3 separate regions of the Sus scrofa genome follow, and regions 1 and 3 are each linked to region 2. A link is a contact called in public Hi-C and HiChIP or PLAC-seq data. All regions are on one chromosome and are shown on one strand. The core of a region is the stretch at or near the end of the contact, and the rest is flanking DNA. Distances in the headings are between cores, read along the strand shown.

Region 1 (4,385 bases), core at 1,203-3,702, 180 kb before region 2:
CTTCTGGACCCTGTATTTACCGCACCAAGTGGAACGGATGGGATGGGCACTATGGTCCCTATGTTACGTGGGGAGAAACTTGCAGGGCCTCAGTTTTCCCATCTACTAAATTGCTCAGGGCAAAGTTTGCAAATTTATTTATTTATCTTTCTTTCTTTCTCCCTTTCTTCCTTTGCTTCTTTCTTCCTTTCTTTTATGGCTATACTTATGGCATTTGGAAGTTCCCAGGCTAGAGGTCAAATCGAAGCTGCAGCTAAGGGCTACGCCACAGCCATGGCAACACTGGATCTGAGCTGCCTGTGCCACCTATGCTGCAGCTTGTGGCAATGCCAGATCCTTAACCCATTGAGTGAGGCCAGGGATCGAAGTTGCATCCTCATGGATACCAGCTGGGTTCTTAACCTACTGAGCCACAACGGGAACTCCAGAGTTCACAGATTTATAAGCAGGGCCAGGACTAGGGTGAGGAGATGGAGGCACTTGCCATAGGTGATCAAAAACTCAGCCGTCTAGATACTTACTTTAATGCAATATTTAATGCAAAGGAAGCTAGGGGTAGCTGGTGGCAAGGGAGGTGGTTTGCACAAGGCCAGAATCAGACCTTGACTTTCTTTAAAAATTTGGCTATTTTGTTCATCATGAATTATTTCTGCATTTATTTTGAATTTTTAAAATATGACATTAGTGGAGTTCCCGTCGTGGCGCAGTGGTTAATGAATCCGACTAGGAACCATGAGGTTGCGGGTTCGATCCCTGGCCTTGCTCAGTGGGTTGAGGATCCGGCGTTGCTGTGAGCTGTGGTGTAGGTTGCAGATGTGGCTCGCATCCCGAGTTGCTGTGGCTCTAGTGTAGGCCGGTGGCTACGGTTCTGATTAGACCCCTAGCCTGGGAATCTCCATGTGCCACAGGAGCAGCCTAGAAAAGGCAAAAAGAAAAAAAAAATGTCATTAGTTATCTTGATGGTGAGTGTTTCTGTCTCTTTGGGGGCACCCCTTCAGGTTCTGGATTTGAGAAAAGTGCCTCACTTGCTTTGCCCCAGCCCTGCCGTAATCTTTTTTGGGGCCACAAAGGAAGACTTGAGTGACACGTGCTCAGCTCCTTCTCCCAGGGCTCTTAGGAATTACCAGACCTCTCAATTTTTTGGGAGGGCCTGGAAATCTGGGTTCATTTTGTGAAATGTCCTGATTTTTAAATGTTGGCAACGAATTTTGAATTTTTACAGGATTTTGGGGGCTGTGTCTTGTCAGAGGGCCACAGGTTTGTAACTCTTGTTCAGAGAGTAACTCCTTCTGCAGGGTTGAACTGGGAAGTGAAAGGCCCCGGCGCTGGGTTCTGCCTGTATGTGGCAGGGTTGAGGAGACAGGTTCCTGCTGGGATGAAAGCAGCCCTGGGGGGGCTCAGCTGGGAGGCCAGCAGCTCAGATCACAGGGTAACAATGTTGCACAAAGTTCTCAAAGTCCCAGAATAAGGTGGCTCCAGCTTCCCATGTAAGAAATTCTCCCCTTCATGTCCACTGGATGCTTTTGGAGACATACCAAATGTTGCCTAAAATCCCATGGGGCGGTGGAGGGGGAAGCATGCTAAAAATGCACATTCCAGGGGTCTAGGTTCATTTGAGTTGTGTGTGGCCCAGGAATTTGTATTTTACAATCAAGGCCCAGCAGTTAGGACATTAAGAAACCCTGGAAATTATGAGACAAGCTTGCGTGAATGAACTTGAATTTAACCTCTCTGAGACTCAGTTTCCTCCTCTATAAAATGGGGATAATATCATTTCACCTCCTAGCCTTATGCAGAGCTTTAAGCTAGAGGGAGCAGTTATTATTGTAGTCCTGTAGATCAAGGGACTGATTAGTAGGGGACAGTCTAATCGGAGTAGGGGGTCTAATCAGAATTACAGCTGCCAGCCTAGCCACAGCCACAACAATGCAGGTTCCTGACCGGCGTCTGCAACCTACATACACCACAACTCACAGCAACGCTGGATCCTTAACTCACTGAGCAAGGCCAGGGATTGAACAGGCAACCTCATGGTTCCTAGTTGGATTCCGCGGCGCTAGGTCAGGAACTCCAGTAGGGGACAGTCTTACCCTGCAAGGGAGCTAAGATTTAGATTTGAACCCATGGCCCCACCCGGGATTCAAACTCACGAGCAGCCCAGCGCCTCCTTGACGTCACCAAGTCACCTCAGAAAATCGGCTAGTCGCCCAGCTGCTAGATCCACCACACCGTACCTATTTGCATATTAACATAGCTCCTCCCTCTCGCGTTCTCCCCTTGCGTGTGGCCAGCGGCGGTGCCACTCAGCGCTCCGCCTCCTGGCCCCGCCCGCGTCCCACGCCCCGCCCCCTCTCCTGGGTGCAGCCTACCCCGCTGCCTGATCTGTGCCCCGCCCCCACTCCTAGCTCCCGCCGCCCTGGCCTTCCATTGGCCGCTCCAGCCTCCAGTGCCCGCCCCTCGCGCGCCGGCCCCGCCCCCGCGGGGGGGAGCGAGCGCTCGCGGGCCCCGTGGTGGGTTCGGCTGCGCGGCGGGGCTGAGGCGGCCGCGAAGGTCCGAGCGCAGGTAAGGGCACGTGCGGCCGCGAATCGGGATGGGGTCCACCGCCCCTGTCTCGGGCGTCAGGGGCGGGCGTGCGGCCGGGGCGGAGGGGGAGGCCGGACGGTCCCAGGTGGGGGTCTTGGAACGGCTCCGAGTTGGCTGCGGACAGGGTTGGGAGTCCGGGTCTGTGAGGAGGGACGGAGAATCCCGATTAGAGTTGGGGGTGGGGGTCTGTGAGGGGGGGCCGAGGATCCGGGTTAGAGTTGTGGTCGGGGTTTGTGAGGAGAGGCTGGGGTCTGAGGAGGGCCGGGGAATCTGGGTTGTAATTGGGGATCTGGGCTGGGTTCTATGAGGAGGGGCCAGGGATCTGGGCTGGAGTTAGGGATTGGGGTCCACTGAACGGGGGCTGGGGTATCCAGGCTGGAGTTGGGGGTCAGGGTCTGTGAAGGGGAGGCTGGGGCCTACGATTCGGGTTGGAGTTGGGGGTCAGGGTCTGTGAGGAGGGGCTAGGGTCTGTGAAGAGGGGTCAGGGATCTGGGCTGGAGCTGGGCGTCAGGATCGTGAAGAGGGGGCCGGAGTTGGGGGCTGGCATTAGAATTAGGGATCAGGACTGGAGTTGGGGCTCCAAGTTAGCTGGGAAGAGGACTGCGATGGAGTTGGTCCCCTTGTCTAGGAAGGGTGATTGAGGACCTCTGGTCAGGATGAGCTGGCACAGGGCCAGAGAGCAGAGCTGAGGGGGAGCTGAGGGAAGCAGGTGGGGGTCAGGCTCCTTTCCAAAGGCATGGGAGAGCTGTGGGGAGAGGTGGAGAGTTAGGAGTGTGTGGGTGATGAGAAAGGGGGAGGTGGGATAGAAGCTGCAGGTGTTCTGCAGGAGGGTGACTTCAGGAGGAAATGGGGGCCTCAGAAGTCAGTTATGAAGATTGACGAGGGGAGTCACTGAGGCTTTGGCTGATCATTGGGGTCCAAGGGGGCATGGGTCAGAGACTCCTTGGCAAAGCAGTGAGCTGCAGGAGATGGGCGTTGGACATACTTTGCGAGGTCCGTTTCTGGGATGTGGTGCGCAAAGGGGAATGTCTTGGGAAGCAGAAAGCCTGGAGTTGGTGACTGAATTTTTCAGGAAATTTTGGGCTCAGGAGCGAGGAATCAAAGTGGGAGTTTTGGGGACAATGATACTAAGGGATGTAGGTGGCACTTTATTTTTCCCAGGGAGTAGGGTTGCTCAGGGTTGAAAGGTGGGCAGGAGAAGACAAGCTTGATGAACAGCAGCTGAGGGCCTTCCCTGTTGCTAGGTGTCAGCGAGGCAAATGCCAAGTTCACAAACTTGTTCAGTCATGTGCTGTGGTCTTGCCCAGATTGAGGTCATGGTCTCTGGAAGGTGGGCCTGTGTTCCCATCTTGACTCTGGCTGCTCGCTTGGCTGGCTTGCCTCTGGGGGGTTTAGTTTACTCCTCTGTAGAATGGCAAAGAAAACAGGAGCAGGCACCTCATAGGATTGCCGCGAGGGTCAAATGAGGGGATGCGTGCACCTTGCTTGCTCCTGGCACATGGTGAGGGTTCGTGCGCCTTGATAATAATGTTCTAAATTAAGGTTTTTTGGGGGGGAGGAAGGTGGGTGGGTAGAATTACTGGCTTGTCAAGGAGGGGAGGGAAGGAATCACTTGGAACTTGACTCCAGTCCCTCAATCTTGGGGTGCACATAAGAATCCCCTCTGGAACTTTAAAAAAGAATCTGCGAAAATGTTTATTCTTCATTATTATTAAAAATGAGGGGAAGGCGTTTTCCTGTGGTGCAGCAGGTTGAGGATCTGGCATTGTCACCGCAGTGCCTAGGCTGCTGCTATGGCGAGC
Region 2 (4,069 bases), core at 1,556-4,055:
GGTTCTGTGGGAGGAGAAGACCGGGTTCAGTGGGAGCTCCAGAAGGGGGTGGGGAACCTCCCCCTCCCAGGGCCCCTTTGGGGAAAACAAGCTGGCTCAAAATAGCTCGCTGGGTGATGAGGCCCTAAGGCCAGCGGGCTGCCCACGGGACATGCCTAACGTGGCTGAGCGCTGAGCTGGTGCAGACCGGTCAGCTCGGCTTTGTTGACAAACACCGGCCCAGGTGCGGGTGGGGCGGGGCAGGGCGGAGGCCCAGCTCACCGTGACCAGGAGGCAGTGCAGGTCCCGGGCCTCAGTGGTGCCCTGGGTCTCGGCCGGCTCGCCCAGCAGCTGTGCCAGTCGCTGCATTCCTGACACCCGCACGATATCGATATCGTTGTCACAGCAAAACGACTGGATGAGGGTGAAGTGGATCTGCAGGGCGATGTCATCCTCTTCCTCCTCGTCAATGGCCAGGAGGCACAGGACAACGCTGTCAGGGTCCCTGAGGGGCCAGAGGAGGGCGATGGGTCAGCTGGGGACTGGGGAGGGGCCACCGCGCAGCGCGGAGTTTGCAAAAGCAAAGACACCGCAGGTTGCCGGGAATCGTGTATGCCTGCAGACGGTGGGATGGAGGTGATGTTCGGTTCAAGGTTCTGGGCGGGGGCGGGGGGAGGTAAGGCAGGGATATTGATGGGGAGGTTGCTTACACATGATGCAGCACCGGGATACTGCAGCCTCCCCACTCAGAAAGCAGAAAGGCCCTCAACCCACAGTAGGGACACATGGAGATGTCCCAGCCCCATGCAAGAGAGGGGCGCAGCAAGGATCGTGCAAAGCGAAGGGAGTCCCCACCCGCGCCCATCCCGGGGACGGGGTCTGACTCACACATTCATCAGCTTGGCCGACTCGTACACCCCCACGGTGAGGCGGTCCTGGCGCTGCGCGGCCACCAGCAGCTCCTCCACCGCGGCGCTCACCGTCTGCATCCTGGAGCCAAGGAAGATGGGGGTCAGCGCCGGATCGGCCACCGGGTACTCCGGTCCCCGCCCGGCCCGGCCGACCTCAGGCGGCGGGGCCCCGGTTACTTACTTTTGCGCCGCGTTGTCGCATGCCACGAGCTCTTCCAGTGTCATGTTGCAGTTATAATCCACAGTGGAAAACAGCCACACGACAGTTCCAAGGATGAAAATGAAAAATCCGAGGCCGGAGAGCCCAAAGCCTTCCCACGGAGCCCGAGCGTTCGTCTAGACCTTCAGATCGCAGCGAAATCCTCTCCACAAAAAACGAAAAAGATTGCAAATACCTCAGCAAAAAATAATCCAGGAAGCGACCGCTAACAGCGCGAGTCCTCAGCTTCAATAATCTGAACCCGCGGCCGCGGGCACCGCCACTTATAGACTGTACAATAGGGGCGTGGCCCCGGTGGACCGTCTTCTCTTCCTATTGGAGGAAAAACAAAGGCGAGAGAAACAGGCGCCGCGGTTGGCTGGCGGTGGGAAGAGGGCGGGGCGCCGTGCGGGGGCGCCCCACGTGGGGGCGAGAGCTGGGAGGAGGGCGCGAGGGGGGGAGCGGGGAGTTTGAGTGCCAGAAAAAAAAAAAAGCAGAAGTTTTCTCCTGATTTCCCGGCAGCCGAGCCGCGTTTCGGGGCGCGCGCGGGATTTCCAGCGCGCCAGGCGGCCCTGACTTTCGGGGGGGCCTGGAATCCCCTCCCCGTCCTCGGAGAGTCCCCGGCCTGCACCTTTCCAAGTCCTGCTGGGGTTTTGCATGGGGAGAGAGCACTGTTTGCAGCCTGATCCTTTCTAGTGATGGTTTCCGGGATCTCCCCAGGCTGCAGGGACCCCAGACCCAGGGTGACTTAACTTTCTGGGCCCTTGTCTAATGGGAATGCAGCGCTGGCCTCCTTGGGTTGCAGGAGTGCAAAATAAAATTAGGAGTACGCAGTAAGCGAATAACAAGCAAGCGGTGATGGTTGCGGGAGACTGCCTCCAGGTCTCCAAAGTTGGGGGCTGCGAAGGCGGCCTGAGTCCCCACCTGTCCTATGACAATGCACACTGTCCTCATTGGGTTGCAGGAAGCCTTGACTTTAATAGGGAGGTACACAGTACGCACTCCGTAGAGTCAGTTACGACCTGGTAGTCGTAAGAGGCCGCCTCGAGGTACCCAGAAGCAAGGGTTGCAAAGCCTAGGACCGAGACGCGATGCCCCCTCCCCACCCGCCGCGAGTTTCAGGGTGGGGCGAGCGTGGGAGGTGCAGGTGGCTCCGCCTCGCAGGTTCCGCGCCCCCTGCTGGCGCCTCACTTTGGGTTGTTTGCACCTCCGCGCCTCACCTGACAGTGGGGGAATTAGAGGCCGGAGAGAGATCGAGGGAAAACATTTTTGCAGGCGTTGCGTGCTGCCACCTTGGCACGCTTCCCGCGATGCTCGCCACTTTTACTTCCTCCCTCCGGAGAGGGCGCTGAGTGTATTGAGAGTACTGTGTATCAGGCTCCCCCTATCACTTGCCTTATCTCTTAATCCCCAAGAACCTAGGAAGCAAGGGCTATGCTTATCTGCATGATGTAGAAGAGGAAACTGAGGCTTCGTGAGGCTTCCACTCCCTCAAGCTACGGGTTAATTCGTACTGGAACCACACTTGTGCGCCAGGCACGGCCGCACTCTGGGACTGCCGCCAGCCTCGCCCTCTCCCCGGGAAAGCAGTTCACGAGCCAGGCGGGCAGGCCCGCGTAGGACTTTCTCCCACGGTCGATCAGGGGCTCCCGGGTGACTCACAGCTGCGCCCCCTCCCCCGCCAGCCTGGGGTCTGGTCTCTGCCCCGCCGCTCGGTTCCCCCAGCTCCTCGGCCAGCGGTCGAGCTGACGCATCCCGCCGCCTCCGCGCCGCCCACCGTGGGGGCGCGAAATGTTCTGGGCGCTGTAAGGCGAGTTGGCGCCACCTGGCGGCCATACGAGGTCCCTGCGGCCCGCAGCGCCGGAAGGGACAGACCGGCGGGGGCCGGGTGAGGAGGAGGACTGAGGTAACAGCGGCAGTATTTTGTATACACAGTATTTTATATGTGCAACATGTATTTAATAAGTTTATAGATGCAATTTTTTGAAAAATCAAGTAAACTACTGCCCAGGGCTGCGAGTTTTGTTTTTCGTTTGTTTTTGTTCTTAGGGCCACACCCGCGGCATATGGAAGTTCCCAGGCTAGGAGTTGAATCAGAGCTGCAGCTGCTGGCCTACGCCACAGCAACGCAGGATCCGAGCAGTGTCTGCGACCTCCACCACAGCTCACGGCAATGCCGGATCCTTAACCCACAAAGTGAGGCTGAGGGATGGAACCGACAACCTCGTGGTTCTTAGTTGGAGTCGTTTCTGCTGCATCACACCGGGAACTCCCCCCCTGTTGTTTTTTTTTTTTTATGGTAAAATATGCGTGCTATATATCATTTTGACCATTTGTAAGCATACTGTTTGGTGGTGTTAAATATATTCACAATGCTGTGTCACAATCACCGTGATCTAGACCTCAAAATTTTCTATCATTCCCAACATAAACTCCTGGGAGTTAAACATGAGCTACCACCAGCTCCTGTCACCTACCATTATACTTTGTCTCTATGAATTTTATCCTTTAGGGAGGAGGAAGAGAGTGGGATGGACGGGCACTCAGGGTTTTTGTATGCAAACTGTTAAATTTGGAATGGACCAGCAATGGGCTCCTACTGCACAGCACAGGAAACTGTGTGTGATTGGGTCACTTTGTTGTACAACAGAAATTGAAGAGATGTTGTAAATCAAGTATACTTTAATAATAGTAAAAAAGGAACCTCCCATAGATGGGATCATAGTGTATTCATCCTCTTGTGTCTGACTTATTTTATTGAACATAATGTCTTCAAGTCTCATCCATGTATACGTCAGAATTTCCTACTTTTGGGAGTTCCATTCGTGGCTCAGTGGTTAACGAACCTGGTTAGGATCCAAGAGGATGCAAGTTCGAGCTCTGGCCTTGCTCAGTGGGTTTACAATCCTGTGTTGCCATGAGCTGTGGTGTAGGTTGCAGATGAGCCTCAGATCCTGGCTTGCTGTGGCTGTGGCACGGG
Region 3 (4,471 bases), core at 1,217-3,716, 140 kb after region 2:
CTAAGACTTGGTGGGTTCTAGGAGGGGAAAATTAGGTCCTGGGATGCTTAGAGAAAGATGTTCAGGTGAAGGAAAGTGGGAGAGGGTTAAGGGGCAAGTGGAAAGGGTTAGGGGGAAGGGGCAGGCGGAGGCGGGCAGTGGAGGGGAGAAGGGGCAGGTTAGGGGGAAAGTGTATGGGTAAAGGGCCAGGTGGAGTGGGGCAATGGCAGGGGCAGAGACAGCACCAATGTTGGGTCAGATCTGCTTAGTAACAGGCCCCACATAGGCCTTTATGTACATGCCTTATAGTAACTGGGGAGTGTGTGTTTGTCTAGTTGAGGAGGTGCAACCCCTCGCCCAGGGTCACAGAATGGTAGGGAGTGGGTTTAGGGCTGTGAGCAAGCAGCCTCCTGTCAGTGGAAAGCTGGTCTTCCTCTTGAGCGCCATGAAGAACCAGGCCCAGGGAGGGTTCTGTTCCGGAAAGCAATGGCCCAAGAGCTCCTCCCTCTCTCCAACACTCTTCTTGGCTCCCCACACTCAGGATGAAGTTCAGTCAGCTGAGAATAAAGTCCAAACACCTCATCACGTGGGCCTCCAGCATGCAGCTCTGACCTGTCCAGCCCACTCCCTGGACCCCAGCCTGGGAGGGCCACAGGCTCCATCTGCCCTTTACCCTCGGCCTGGAGCCACTCCCCTGACGTTCCCTCCCTGGCCTCCCTGCCAGTGCACCTGAGCCTCCACTGGGATGACACCATTCTCAGGTGGAACCACTGTACTGAAAATACACCAGTTAGAGCGGAGCCACAGCTTCCCCAAATAAAGCTCTCACGCTTCTGCCTGGCCCTGCTCACATCACCTGCAACACCCTCCATCTGCTCTCCTGACCTAGCAAACTCCTACTCGTCCTTCAGAACACCCTGCAGGCACCGCTGCTCCTGAAAAGCATTCCCAGGCCAATTGCATCCCTCATTCTGTGGTGTTTCCATGACCCTCCCCCTGCTTCTAGCTTTGCACTCCTTTGGAATACCCAGACAGCTCAAGGTCCCTGCCTCGAGTTGCTGAGACAGCTGAGGAAAATGAGTGAACAGGGCTCAGGGAAGTACAGGGGGCTGGCAAAGCAGCTAGGGGGGCGTCCCAGAGAGCCTGAGAGGGAGGGGCAATGAAGCTGAGGCTAAGTGTATGACCAGGCAATTCATACACAACCCTACATACAGAACCCTCCCTGGGCCTGGTTCTTCATGGCGCTCAAGAGGAAGACCAGCTCTCCACTGACAGGAGGCTGCTTGCTCACAGCCCTAAACCCACTCCCTACCATTCTGTGACCCTGGGCGAAAGAGAGAAGTGCAGGGAGCCTTCAATACACTAGAGCTGGAAAGGGGAAGCTTCCTGACAGCCAGATCACAGGGGCTTCACGAATGCACCAGGAAGCTGCCAGAAGGCTCTCCTCTGGGCACAAGACATGACACACTTTGAGAAAGATCGCTCCTGCAGTGTTGAGAATGAACCGGGGGTGCAGAGAACAAAAGTGGCCACAGAGGAAAGCCATCTGCCTGGAGCAGAGGTGGAGGGGCTGGAGCAGGCTAATGACCCAGTTTTGGGAGCTGTTGGGGGCCACCACTGCCTAAGCTGTGGAACCTGAGAGAGGGGGAGGATTTGGTAATAAAAGATGCACTTATGACAATGTATATCAGCCACCTCGTGGTAGTTCCCCCCACTAGCACCTGGAGACCCTTAACGTTAAATGACAGAGAAGTAGCATGCTGCGCGTTCATGATCCCATATATCATCTCGCTGACTCTATACTGTACACTTATCTTCCTTTTGCAGACAAGGAACTGATACTCAAAGCGGGGAACTCCCTTGCCAAGGTCATGCGAGCAAAAGATGCGGCGGCGATTCGACCCCACTTCGGGGCTGGGCTCCCGGCTGCGTCCCAACACCGCCAGACCCTGGGTGCCGCGCTGGACAGTTTACCACAACCACGGTCGAGGCAGATAGCGTCGCACTCAAGGAGAAACTGAGGCTCGGAGAGGGGTAGCTCCCAGACCAAAGTCACGAAGCTAGAGGGGCGTCTCTGGCGGCGGTTGGAGACCCCGGGGTGGACAAGCGGGGCTCGGGGCAGGAGAGGGGGAACCCCCCCTTAAGACTCCGGCGGGGCCTGGTGACGCTGCGGCTGGGAAGGGCTTCCAGGCAGGGAAGGCAGACGCGCCGGGGACAGTCCGGCAAGGTCACTGCCGGCCCCGAGCCCGCGGGCCGACCGCGTAGGGGGCACGGACACCCTAGGTTGACCCCCAGGCCAGGCCGAGCGGACCCCTATGCGGGGTCGGGGGGCCAAGGAGTAATGGCACCGCGGATGGCGAGGCCGCCAGGGTCGGCGCCGCCCTCACCTGGGCTGCGAGGAGAACGAAGGCCGCCGCGAGCCGAGCCAGCGATGCCACCGCCGCCATGTCGCCCGGTCCCCGCCGCAGGCGTCGGCAGATGTTTCCCAGCAACGCCTTGGCGCCCCGCGCTGCGCAGGCGCCAGGCGTCCGCCGCGCATGTGCAGGGGGCAGAGGCCAAAGGGCGCGGCGCGGCGGCGGCGGCAAGATGGCGGTGAGCGTGCGGCGCGGCTGGCTTGGCTGGAGGGGCTGGCGGGGCAGAATCTGGCCGCGCTTCCCCCCTCACGCAATGTGCTTTCCTCGCAGGACAAAGAGAAGAAAAAGAAGGAAAGCATCTTGGACCTGTCCAAGTACATCGACAAGACTATTCGGGTGAAGTTCCAGGGAGGCCGCGAAGGTGAGGCCCCGCCCCCTGCCTCCCCCCCCCACTCTCCCCCTCTTAAGGTCCACACGGGGTAACGGGCAGCGGTACTGATGACGAATACCTGGGCGGCGCTTTAATCGTTTAGTTCGGAGAACTCGTGCCGGCTTGCAAAAGGCGCCGGGAGGTAGGAACGATTACGGCCCTGTTGCAGGTGGGGAAACTGAGGCACGGGAAAAGGCCCCAAACTAACCCAAAACCCAGTGGCTGGGATTCACTGCTCTGCCTGCTGTGGTTCTTTCTCACCCAGGTGGCTGCCCCAGCTCCTCACCGTGCTCCTGCACCAGGGTTTCTCAGGCTCGGCACTGCTGACATTGGGGCAGCAGTGTTCTCTGTGGAGGTTTGTCCTGGGCGTTGTAGAGTGTGAAACAGCATCTCTGATTCCCACCCACTTGATGCCAGGAGCCCCCCATTCGTGACGACCACAGACCTCCCAGACATGGCCCACTGTCCCTTGGGGGACAGAACTGACCCGGTTGAGAACCATGGCCCTATGGTCAATTTTTATGAAGCCACCAGAGGGATCTGTTATAAAGAAATCCCATCTCCTTGTTCACGGTTGTTCCAGGGTAAAGGAGGAACCTTTTGCTCCAGAGTAATGCTGGGAGTTCTCAACCGCCACAGGGCTGTAAAGATACTTGTTTTCTCTGTCTTGAGCACCTTTACCAGGTTAACTGGCTACCAAGTTAACTTGGTCATTTCCCCACTGGCAGCTCAATACCATTGCTCTGGGAAGCTTTCCCTGACTCCCCAGCCCAGGTCAGGCCTCTTTGTTATGAGCTTCTACTAGTACCTGTCACACAGTTTGCAGCTTTCTGCTGTTATTGTGAGGCTTTAACTCTGCGTCTCCTACTGGAATCTGGTAAGGAGACTGCAGGGTCATGCGGGCAGTGCCGTCCATGGCAGAGCCCTCTTGTCCACTCAGCTGCTGTGGAACTTTGGGCAAGGCACTATCTTTTCTGAGCCTCAGTCTCTTCCTTTGTCAGAGGCTATTATTGACTCCGCCCACCTCAGCAGTGGGGATTAAAGAGTTCAAGGCAGGTAAAGTGTTAACAGGGTTCCCGATGGAGGTTCCCAGGCTAGGTGTCTAATCGGAGCTGTAGCCGCCGCTTATGCCAGAACCACAGCAACTCGGGATCCGAGCCGTGTCTGCGACCTACACCACAGCTCACGGCAACACCAGATCCTTAACCCACTGAGCAAGGCCAGGGATCAAACCTGCAACCTCATGGTTCCTAGTCAGATTTGCTAACCACTCAGCCACGATAGGAAGTCCCTGACAGATAATTCAAGGTCAACATTTCACTTATTCAGCTTCCTCTGATCTTCAGTTTCTTAAACAGTGCTCCAGATCCCTCCTTCCCTGAGCTGTGGACAGTTGAGTAGCATCAGAATGGCTAAAAGCACAGTCAGTGCCTGCCAGTCGAGGTACCTGGCACAGTGAGGATTTGAACATGCTAGTACCATCCTAGCTCTGAAACATAGGAGATAGGTCTCGTCTCGGGGTGCTTATGTTTGCAACGCTGCGGAGCAAACGGCCACCAGTTAGCTGCTTAAACAACACACGTTTTTATCTCAACAGTGTGCGTGGTTTCTATACTCTGGGTGCCTCAGGTCGCTGACAAGGTGGCCATAAAAGAGTGTCTCTGGGAGCTTGTCATCTGAGACCCAGTTCCTCCTGCCTGCCCACTGG

The links. Hi-C and Micro-C count contacts between places; a contact is called where the count stands out from the background. HiChIP or PLAC-seq counts read pairs in DNA pulled down with a chosen protein or histone mark.
Region 1: a Hi-C map of liver shows a contact between it and region 2, with 4 times the contacts expected there. The contact joins the promoter of GNG7 here to the promoter of GADD45B in region 2. A contact is called at or near these places in 3 of 47 Hi-C or Micro-C datasets (embryonic fibroblasts, liver and skeletal muscle).
Region 3: an H3K27ac HiChIP or PLAC-seq map of alveolar macrophages shows a contact between it and region 2. The contact joins the promoter of SPPL2B here to the promoter of GADD45B in region 2. A contact is called at or near these places in 2 of 47 Hi-C or Micro-C datasets (embryonic fibroblasts and heart right ventricle) and 1 of 2 datasets of contacts at active chromatin or transcription factors (alveolar macrophages).

What each region holds. Positions count from the first base shown.
Region 1 is chr2:75,927,425-75,931,809 of Sscrofa11.1, forward strand. It overlaps GNG7 (guanine nucleotide-binding protein G(I)/G(S)/G(O) subunit gamma-7), which reads left to right and starts at 2,453. Exons shown (of 6, transcript XM_021084181.1): 1 at 2,453-2,562.
Region 2 is chr2:76,108,653-76,112,721 of Sscrofa11.1, forward strand. GADD45B (growth arrest and DNA damage-inducible protein GADD45 beta) reads right to left here and starts at 2,806. Exons shown (of 5, transcript XM_005654701.2): 1 at 2,310-2,806; 2 at 1,072-1,422; 3 at 868-969; 4 at 262-484; 5 at 1-4. The coding sequence starts at 1,115.
Region 3 is chr2:76,244,601-76,249,071 of Sscrofa11.1, forward strand. It overlaps SPPL2B (signal peptide peptidase-like 2B), which reads right to left and starts at 2,467. Exons shown (of 15, transcript XM_003123025.5): 1 at 2,367-2,467. The coding sequence starts at 2,426. It overlaps LSM7 (U6 snRNA-associated Sm-like protein LSm7), which reads left to right and starts at 2,410. Exons shown (of 4, transcript XM_003123024.4): 1 at 2,410-2,571; 2 at 2,664-2,754. The coding sequence starts at 2,425.